Regions from separate parts of the Mus musculus genome. Here region 1 is linked to region 2. A link is a contact called in public promoter capture Hi-C data. All regions are on one chromosome and are shown on one strand. Each heading gives the region's core, a stretch centred on a gene start, on an enhancer-like site or on the middle of the called end of the contact. The rest is flanking DNA. Distances are from core to core; before and after follow the strand shown.

What was found. Promoter capture Hi-C pulls out the DNA fragments that hold promoters and counts their contacts.
Region 1: a contact with region 2 is called in a promoter capture Hi-C map of hippocampal neurons, with 7 times the contacts expected there. The contact joins the promoter of Krtap20-2 here to the promoter of 4930590A17Rik in region 2.

What each region holds. Positions count from the first base shown.
Region 1 is chr16:89,202,846-89,207,919 of GRCm38.p6, forward strand. It overlaps Krtap20-2 (keratin associated protein 20-2), which reads left to right and starts at 3,016. Exons shown (of 1, transcript NM_001163615.1): 1 at 3,016-3,549. The coding sequence starts at 3,069. The coding sequence ends at 3,251.
Region 2 is chr16:87,906,231-87,911,248 of GRCm38.p6, forward strand. 4930590A17Rik (RIKEN cDNA 4930590A17 gene) reads left to right here and starts at 3,041. Exons shown (of 6, transcript NR_155304.1): 1 at 3,041-3,131; 2 at 4,477-4,561. All of the region lies in intron 15 of Grik1 (glutamate receptor, ionotropic, kainate 1), which reads right to left.

The DNA.
Region 1 (5,074 bases), core at 1,766-4,265, 1.3 Mb after region 2:
AGCTTGTACAACCACTCTGGAAGTCAGTCTATTAGTTCCTCAGAAAATTGTGCATAGTACTATGGTGATATCCATAAATACCTCTCCTGGGCATATACCCATAAGATTTCCCCACTTTTAATAAGGACATGTGCTCTACTATGTTCATAGCAGCCTTATTTATAATAGCCAGAAGCTGGAAAGAACCCAGATGTCCCTCAACAGAGGAATAGATACAGAGAATGCGGTACATTTACACAATGGAGTACTATTCAGCTATTAAAAGCAATGAATGTATGAAATTCTTAGGCAAATGGGTGGACCTGGAGGTTATCATCCTGAGTTAGGTAACCCAATCACAAAGAACACACATGATATGTACTCATTGCCCATTAACTTAGAATACCCAAGATACAATTTGCAAAACACATGAAACCCAAGAAGAAGGAAGACCAGAGAGTGGATACTTTGTCCCTTCTTAGAATGGGGAACAAAATACCCATGGAAGGAGTTTGGAGGCAAAGTTTGGAGCTGAGATGGAAGAAAGGGCCATCCAGAGACTGCCCCAGGCAGGGGCCCATCCTATATACAACAACCAAACCCAGACAGTATTGCATATGCCAGCAAGATTTTGCTGACAGGACCCTAATATAGCTAACACTTGTGAGGTTATGCCAGTGCCTGGCAAATACAGAAGTGGATGCTCACAGTCATATATTGGATGGAACACAGGGCCCCTAATGAAGAAGCTAGAGAAAGTACCCAGGGAGCTAAAGGGGTTTGCAACCCTATAAGAGGATCAACAATATGAACTATCCAGTACCCCCCAGAACTATGTATCTAGTTGCATACATAGCAGAGGATGGCCTAATTGGCCATCAATTGGAGGAGATGCCCTGGTCTTGTGAAGATTATATACCTCAGTACAGGGGAATGCCAGGGCCAGGCAGCAGGAGTAGGTGGGTTGGGATGCAGGGCGGGGGGGGGGGTGTATAGGGGACTTTCGGGATAGCATTTGCAATGTAAATGAAGAAAATATCTAATAAAAAAGGGGAAAAGGCTGCACAGTGGTGTGAAGATTCAAGGTCAGGGAAAGCTTGAGTTCTCCATGTTCTGTGACTCAACTATGTGTTCATCCACAAGGTCTTGTGGTCAGATTCTCAAGGATAAACAAATAACATTGGCTGTAGCCTGCCATTTTTAGAGGCATATGGGGCTACACTGGTCAAGAATTCCTAAAGAGATAGCATATGTCTGATACTGGCATTTTTACTTGTTATCCTGCTGAGTCTAGGGTGGGTGTTGTAGCCCCCATTATAGTGTTACTCCATTTTAAATATATTTGGAATGCAAGCTTCTACAGTGACAAGCATATTTCCATCAACTTTCTTATAAGGTCTTTGGTGTTATTTATGATGACTTTCTTGCTTTTCCTCATCCAGCCTACTTAACCCTCTTGTTCTATTATAACTTTTCCCCCATTGTTATCACTGCATTTTACCTCAACTCCATGGAGAGCACTTACCACATGCACATCTACATTAACTCATTGATATCTTGACCTCTAAAGAGATATAGTAATTTAAACTTCATCGAGCTAACATTAAAATAGGGATGAGACACTGAAAATGGAATCTGACAAAGAATAGCCCATGACCTCAGTGGCTCAGAAAAGAATTTCAGGTAAAGAACAGCAGTAACTCAAGACATAATCCATCAACATATAAACATGACCTCATAAAACTAAAAATTTCTGTACAGTGAAGAACACCATTATTCCCATAAAGATCACCATCAAACACCCAAAACTATTTTGCAATTTCTCATTATCTCAGTCAGAATGGCTAAAATGAAAAGCACAACATTTGGAATGTAAATAAATAAAACAATTAAAAAAAAAAGAAAAGCATAAAGGACTATAAATGCTGGTGTGGATTTAGAGAAAGGGAAACATGTATTTGCAGTTGTTAGAAGCTCAAATTTGTACAGCTACTATAAAACTCTGTGTGAACATTCCTCAAAAAAAAAAAAAAAAAAAAGATCCTAGAAGTGGATCTACTGCATGATCCAGGTTTACCAAGATTGGCAATATATACAAAGGTCTCTATATCTTACTAAACCTGCTTATCAGTGACCATTGCTGATCTATTCAATATACCCAGAAAGCAGACTGTCTCAAGGTCTATCTATAGATAAACATGTAATAAAACTATGCTAGATTTATGGAATGAAACATTATTCCTCTGTTAGGATAAATGAAATTATGAAAATTGTAACAGAAAGAATGGAGCCACAACAATGAGCTAAATGAGACCTAAAAGCAAAATGCCACATATTTTGTGGATGTTAGACTTGAATCTTCAAATATACATTCTTACAATATCTCATGTAATGTTATAGTATTTTTGTAGATTCAACTTTATGTATTGCCCTTTTTCTTTAAATTTTATATATGATTATATATAAAGCTTGTATGACCATGATTTTAAAAGAAGTATGTTCTGCTGATTTTAAAGCAATTTATAATCAAAAAAGGCTTAAGAAAAACACCAAATATACTAATATAAGATGCCAAATGCCCACCAAAATAACAAACAACTTAACCAATTGTTCACGAGAAAGACTCAAAAAACTTATTCCTCAATACAAAATTCATTCCAAAAATAACAAAACAAAAGAGAGAAAAATATCAATCTTCTTCCTTCTCTAGGTCAATGGAAATTAATATATGCATATCTATGTATAATGGAGAAAAGTGTAATGACTTGTATCATGTGACAGAATCATGTCATGTATTCACTAATCTACTATAAGGAATGGTATGAAGAGTTGAAAAATAAATCAGATTCCCTGATTTGACTGTGGAATCATGTAGGAGCACAATTATCTCAGTTATGCAGCCTTGTGTGTCCAGTACATGACAACACTTAGGGTGTTTTATGAAGCATAGCAGTGAGCTATGTGGTGCTGCAACGCCTGTGGTTTCCACAACAATAACCCTGGCATATAAAAGGCCCTTGGTAGATTGTGACATCCAAACTAAAGAAACACACTCCTATTCCTCAGCTGAACTCTCCACTCCTGACACCATGTGTTACTATGGCAGCTACTATGGAGGCCTGGGCTGTGGCTATGGTGGCCTAGGCTATGGCTATGGCTGTGGCTATGGCTGTGGCTATGGCTGTGGCTATGGCTGTGGCTATGGTGGCTATGGTTATGGCTGCTGCCGCCCACTCTGCTATAGAAGATACTGGTCCTGTGGCTTCTACTGAAGAGCTTCAGCAGCTGCCCAGAATGTTGCCTATAAACTGCTGTCTTAATGAAGTGCTTATAAGCTTCTTCACATCAAGAACTCTTAAATAATTTCAAATATTCTAACTTTATAATGTAATATCTGATTTTAAAAATATGAAACTTAGCATCTTCTACTTATGCCCTCACCTTCAACTGGATTATGTGAGCACTTATAGTTTGGCACCATCTTTGAAACATTTTTTTTTAACATGATCAAATATGACTCTCAACCTGGGTATAGAAATATAAGTATTATCAAATAAACTTTCCAAAAAGTAAATTTCCATATTTCATCAGCTTTCATATGTTTTTCATTTGTATGCGTTTGGTCCCATTGTGTATTCACAGAGGAAAGGGGTGTGGGAGATAAAAGGATATGTTAAAAATGGACTTAGATCTGGGTAAAAAGAGGGAAATGGGAAGAGAAGGAAGGAGGGGGAAGGAGGGAGGAGAATGAAAGGAGAGAGAGAGAAAGAAAAGCACATCTACTCATGCACATTGGCTCCATATCTTTGCTATTGTGAACAATGTGACTGTGGACTTGATAGTGTTGGTAGTACTTTAAGATGGATTGGATTTCCTTTAGTTAAAATGCGGTGGCATGGCCTCTATTTCATACACATAGGCACACATATATACATGTAGAAGATATATATATATATACATATATATGTGTGTGTGTATTAATATGTATGGTTTTGTTATAAATATATATTACATAGTTAGTATATATAATATTTCAGTATATATACTTATACATAATTTATATATATTTATTATATGTGTTACAGGGAGTGATAAATGCTATGATATTTTCTGTCATGGCTGTACCATCTCACATTCTGTCCAACAATGCAAAAGGGTGCCCTTTTCTCTACAAAGTCTGCATCATTAATCTTTCTTCATTCTAGTATTGTCTAACAGTTGTGAGATGCAATCTCATCTTGTTCTTGATTGGCATCTCTGGGATATTAGCATAATAGAACCTTATCATATCTTTTGACCATTTGTATCTTGTCTTTTGACAAATATTTGTTCTAATTCTCTGCTCATTTTAGCATCATTTTAGCTTTTTGGCTGTTTAGCTGTGTGTGTCCCACATCAATTTTGTGTATTAACGCCTTGTCTGAAGCACATGTTCTCTTTCCTTGTGTACAGATAATTATTCTGTTGTACAGAGCATCCTTAGTTGGATACATAAAAAGTTATCTATATTTATGGAGTTTTTTCTCTTGGGTGTGTGGCATGTCCTTTAATAATCAAGCCATCTGTCATCCCTTCTGAAGCAATGTTGTAATACAAATATTGGCTAAACCCAAAGACACAGTACTTAGCTGTGTGAAAAGGAAGTATATCCCCTTTAGTTGTATTTTGGCATTACTTAATTAACTTTGTTATTTCTCTGCCTTTGACCACTATTCTTAGTCTCAAGGGTGTGGCTTAATAAAATTTTGTGTATTAAATGTACTAATCACTGATCTGATGAGTAGATGCCAAAGACTTCCCCCAGCTTTCATTACTCTGGCACTGGCTATGCAAGAGGCTTTTTTGTCGTTGTTTTGCTTTGCTTTCACACTGTCCTGTGTTATCATGTTATGCTGATGCCATTGGAGCTCTTTCATGAAAATTCGTCTTGAAAATTTTACTTTTGTTTTCCACTAAATTTCTCAAAATTTTAGGATTAAAATTAAGATTTTAGGTCCCTTTTGAGGTCATATTCTAATTTCTTTCTTATACACATACATATTGTGTTTCTATACCACTATTTGCTCAAGAGACATTTTGCATTGCACGTTTATTT
Region 2 (5,018 bases), core at 1,791-4,290:
TTTCCTCTCAGCGCCGTCTTTTCTTCCAATGGTGAGAAATTGGGGAAGGGGAGCAAAGTAAGATAGGAAAACAGCATTGTCTATGTTCCCCCAGTGTCTGAATTTGAATTGCGGCTACTTATAAACTACTCAAATTAGGACTGTTGATTTATTCAGTGAAACATCTAGATCCCGTGGTAAACGTCCTGCATCCCAGGCCTGCTGGGTTATATATTTGAAGTCACTTGGTTCTCAAACGGTTGACTGCTCTCTATCTCGATAAAGCAAATACGGGGAGGGCAAGGTGATGGAAAACAAATGCAGGCTCTCCCTTTCCTCTCTCTTTCCCAGTCTTCTTAGGTTCTGCTTTCAGACTTGGGTCCTACCACGTAGGGTCCTACCTGCCCTGTTTGTTTCTCCTTTACCAGTTTGTATGTCATCAATTCTATGCTTCCAAGAACTGTCTATGTGCATGCCTCTTTGTCACTCTCTGTCTCTGCGTCTCTGTCTGTCTGTCTCTGTCTCTCTGGGCTTCTGACTCTCTCTGTGTGTATGTGTGTGTGTGTTGATTTAATATATAGGTTCATTATAGTTGAGGATGATCCGCTTCTGCAGTGTCACTGTTTGGAACAATTTGCATAAGTTCTGTTGTATGGGCATCTCCTCACTCTTGATGCTGTGTTGTCTGACTGGATCTTTTTCTGTCCACAGAAGGCCTTTCACTGAACTGTACTGCCAGGGCAATGTAATCCCACTTATTAAAAATGTATTATGTTCAGCAGATACACAGAGCCATCTTAAAACACATATGCTAAGGGTTTTATTTCCACTCTACTTTTGATATGTTATTTCCTTTCCATTTTTCTAGTATATTTTATTTATTTATTTATTTATTTATTTATTTATTTATTTATTTATTGAGATAGTAACCTCAAATTCTGTCTAAAGTTGAGGGAACAGGTTGGGGAAAGCAAATTCACTCCATCAGAGTTCCATGCCCATTGAACAGCAGTATGGGGAACTGAACTGTTTTAATTCTCAAGACTAATTTAATTCTATTGGGTCACATAGGATATTTAGAGTAGGGTTTATAAGACAGCATTATTTATGTATGGAAGGAGGGATTTGTAGATGAATACTAAATGGCTCCTCATTTCTGTGATACTAGTGTTTGGGTTTCTATGGAAAGGCAGTCTTTCCACCAATACAAAAACAACTGGCTCCTGTATCATTTGTTAAATAAGTTGATCAGACCAAAGAGGAAACAACGGAGCTGTGGACACTGTAAAGTACATAGAAAGGTGCCAGACTCTGGCAGACTCCTTGTGCACAGCAGTTTCTTAGTTTCTGTGGTTGTAAACTCTTGGGAGATCAGATCAGGGAAAGCCTTCTGTTTAGAAGCTAATTATTTCATATTTAAGATAGTTAAATTTGAAAATGTCAATTGGAAATTTGGGAAGAAAGGCAACTTCGGCTAAGTTTATTCAACTGTCTTCATTGTTGAGGAAACTACAGTAACTTCCCTCAATCCCTCTGCTTTCCATTAGTAGTTTTGCTGCACACACATTGTGAGGCCCAGGCCCGCTGTTAGGTAGTTTAGGCATCAGTTGGTTTCAGCCTTCTGTCAGTGAAGTTCAAGTTTGGCAAGGTGCGAAAGCATGGGGCGGTGCAACTGCAGGGTTGGCTTGCTCTTCCCAGCACGTTCTAACCCTTGTAATTAGAAATGCTTTGAAAAGTTAAGAAAGAACCTTCTTGCCCATATCGCCAGTTTCTGTGGAAGGAATTTTGAAAGCCGAAACGATTTTAATTCCTGCGCATCTGGACATAACAATCCACAGAGGGGTGAAGCTTAGTGAGGTAGTTCCTACAGGTGAGCTACAATGTCAGCAGGAAGCAGGGGCCCTTTACTCTCTGCGAGAGATTAATTTATGGTGCCTTTTGCAGCAACTAGGTGTACAGAAAGCAGTACAGGAAAATTGTTTTCTTTCCCTTTGCTTCTCCGTGTTCAGGCTTCCTAGCAAACAGACCTTGTAGTATAAACACCACATGCTTGTACATTAATTGGAATTCACTGTAGTATTGCATTATGACTCATAAACAATATAACATAATGCTTGTCAAATACAGTGAGGATTTTTGAGAATGATTTTTTGAATAAGTTTATAATCATAGGAGTCCAGCCAATTTTCATATTGTTTATGTAGTTTTACTGAAAAAAAAAATGTTAAAATTCAATTTGTAATTTTAGTCTAAAACAGCAAAGTACAATATGAAGCTTTATTATTTTTCTTCTTTGAATTAGGTGACTGACAGACTTATGAAGAAACAAATTAATATAATGTTATTATTATTGATGCCTTCGTCCAATCTTTTAATGCCATTCTGCCTCTCTGCTTGACTTTAAGTAGTAATTTAAAAATATAACTCACAGCCTGCTACTGTTGTAAATGGAAATGCTTTGAAAGGTTAAGAAAGAACTGTCTTGCCCATATCGCCAGTTTCTATGGAAGGAATTTTGAAAGCCGAAAAATTGTGTTATAAAAATTGATGCTTACCATCTAACTTAACAAAACTGCTATGTTCAAGGGAGGATTTTTATTTATTTATTTATAAGAGCCCATGTTTGCCAAGTGCTTTAAAGTAAAGCAGCTGTACTCAGGATTATTGTGAAATAAATTTATGTTAAAAAAAAAAAACTATCAAACAATCCTTAGCATTCAAGAGAGTTCAAGACTCATGTGTATGTCCTGATTTTGGAGAAAATTAATACATTCAAGTTAACTTTAATGGAAACCAATGCAGAGAGTGAATTTTAAATATTCATTTTCAGGCTTGGTGAAACCTGCCAATTCCTGGCTGTGCCCACCAAGTGAACACACGAGTGTGAGTGTACGAGCTGCAGATCCCTCCTCCAGATGACTGTGATTTACACTAAATTCTCTGAACCAATGGTGCAAATATCGTTTGATGGCTTTTGTTCTAGATTTCACTTGAAACGAAATGGACCCGGTAGAGGTCAATGTGGTCTCAGCAGTTATTGCCATGGCAACAAGAACTGGTTGTTAGAAGGTTGGACAAAAGAAGAGGAGAAGTAGAAAAAAAAATCAACAAAGGCCCAAGTCAGCAACAACCTACTTACTTGATCATTCTGAGTAAGGATGGATCTATGTTTTACCAATAAATGTTGAGATTATCAATATCATGAAGTTTCTGTCTTAAAGATACACAATTTTTCTTGGATTCTCCACATAAATGGTCCATTATATATCAAATGCCAAATATGCCTGTGTATGTATGTATGTATGTATGTATGATCTGTCACTTAGAATTAGTAGCTCCATTTTTGGTTTGAGTCAATTCATACAAAGCAATGATTAATCGGGATCCAACTTCTTATTTAAACTACTGATTAGATAATTGAGTCATAACTTTACTTGACTACGAGAAACAACTGAATGTCTCAAATGATTGCAGTTGCCTTGCCCTAACCTCGCACTAGAGTTTACTGTCTGGAGAGACTGCTCAAAGCTACTCCTATAAATCCTCATATCTTCCTCATGCAGGCCCTTCCCTTGAGTGTAGTGACTTGGCTGTTCATTTTAAACACGTGCTCGGGGAAAATTGGACAGTGTTTGATTATTTATATTCTTAATCCCATTTTCTTTAAGATGCTGATCATTTTCTGACTGCTTATGTGACCAGAGAGAAATATTTAATTATTCTATAGGATGCCATATTTAATATAAAGACTAAAGTAGTTTTATGTTCTATGCCATGATGTGATTTCAGTGTTCTCATGATAGATTTAGAGAGTGTCATATGGGGACAGAGGTCTTGCCAGTTGCTTCATAGAAAAGACACTATGACCTAAGGGCATGAGAGATACTGAATAGGTTGAAATTTTTTCATCCATGATACCATATTGAATATACTAAACTACCACATGGTGAGGGAATGTTGAGTTTGGTTCCCTCTGTGTTATTTATCCATGAAAACCTCATTAAGTGCTTGCCAGTGGCACCTATTTTGATAAATAGTTCTTCAAAGCAACCTTGTGCTCTTAGGTAACCTTCTAGTGTTAGATGTTTGAAAACGGAAGCTGGAAAATATTTAGCCACTGAAACACAGCGATTCCACACAATGAAGTCACATGTGGCTGTGCTTGAAGCAGAGTTTGGACAACTTATAAAATTCTCTATTAACTGTATTTCCATGACTCAAGGTTCTGGACTCCAATATCCATTACTTCTGATAGTAAAGCTGAATTAAAATCACACAAAGGATCAAATGTGATGTGTGTATAAACATTTCGAAAGCTATAAAGTACTAAGTAAATGTCAGAATTAGAGAGCATACAGTCTAAAACAAACCCAAAATGTCATTTATTTATTTATCTAAAATTTTTTTTGAGACAAGTGTCCTGTGACCCAGGCTTCCCTTAAACTCAATATGTAGTTGATCCTCATTTTCTAATTCTCCAGCTTTTACCTCTTGCAGGTTGGGGTTATGGTCTTGTGTCACCATAGATGGTTGTATGCATAACTGGGACTGAGAAGCACCACACAAGCCCCAAGTGAGCTAGGTAAGCATTCTCCAAATGAGCTCTATCCCAAGCCCTCCTAATGCTAACTTTGGAAGGAAATTGCTTCTTTACTCGTCTCTGAATCAAACTTAAGAATGGTCTATGCAGGAAAGTGAATTTTGCTAGTTATTGCCAGTTTGAGTTTTCTGTATCATCAGTCACTCAGAAAATTTTATAGCCACTTTGATGTATTAAATAGATTTTGGGAAATAAACTTAAGCACCTTGTGGATTCTGTCTGCTGAATCAATAAGTCATGAAACTAAGACTAGTGTATCCTTTATCCTGCCCGGTAATCTGATTCTATTGATCCTGAAAATGTGAATTCCGATTAGAGACACACAGCAGCCTTTCCCCACTTCAATAAGAGTAAATAAATAGTAATATGATTTTTAGGCATTTTCATAAGGGCTAATTTATTTAAAGAACAAGGCTGAGAAGCAATCAGTGTAGGAGTC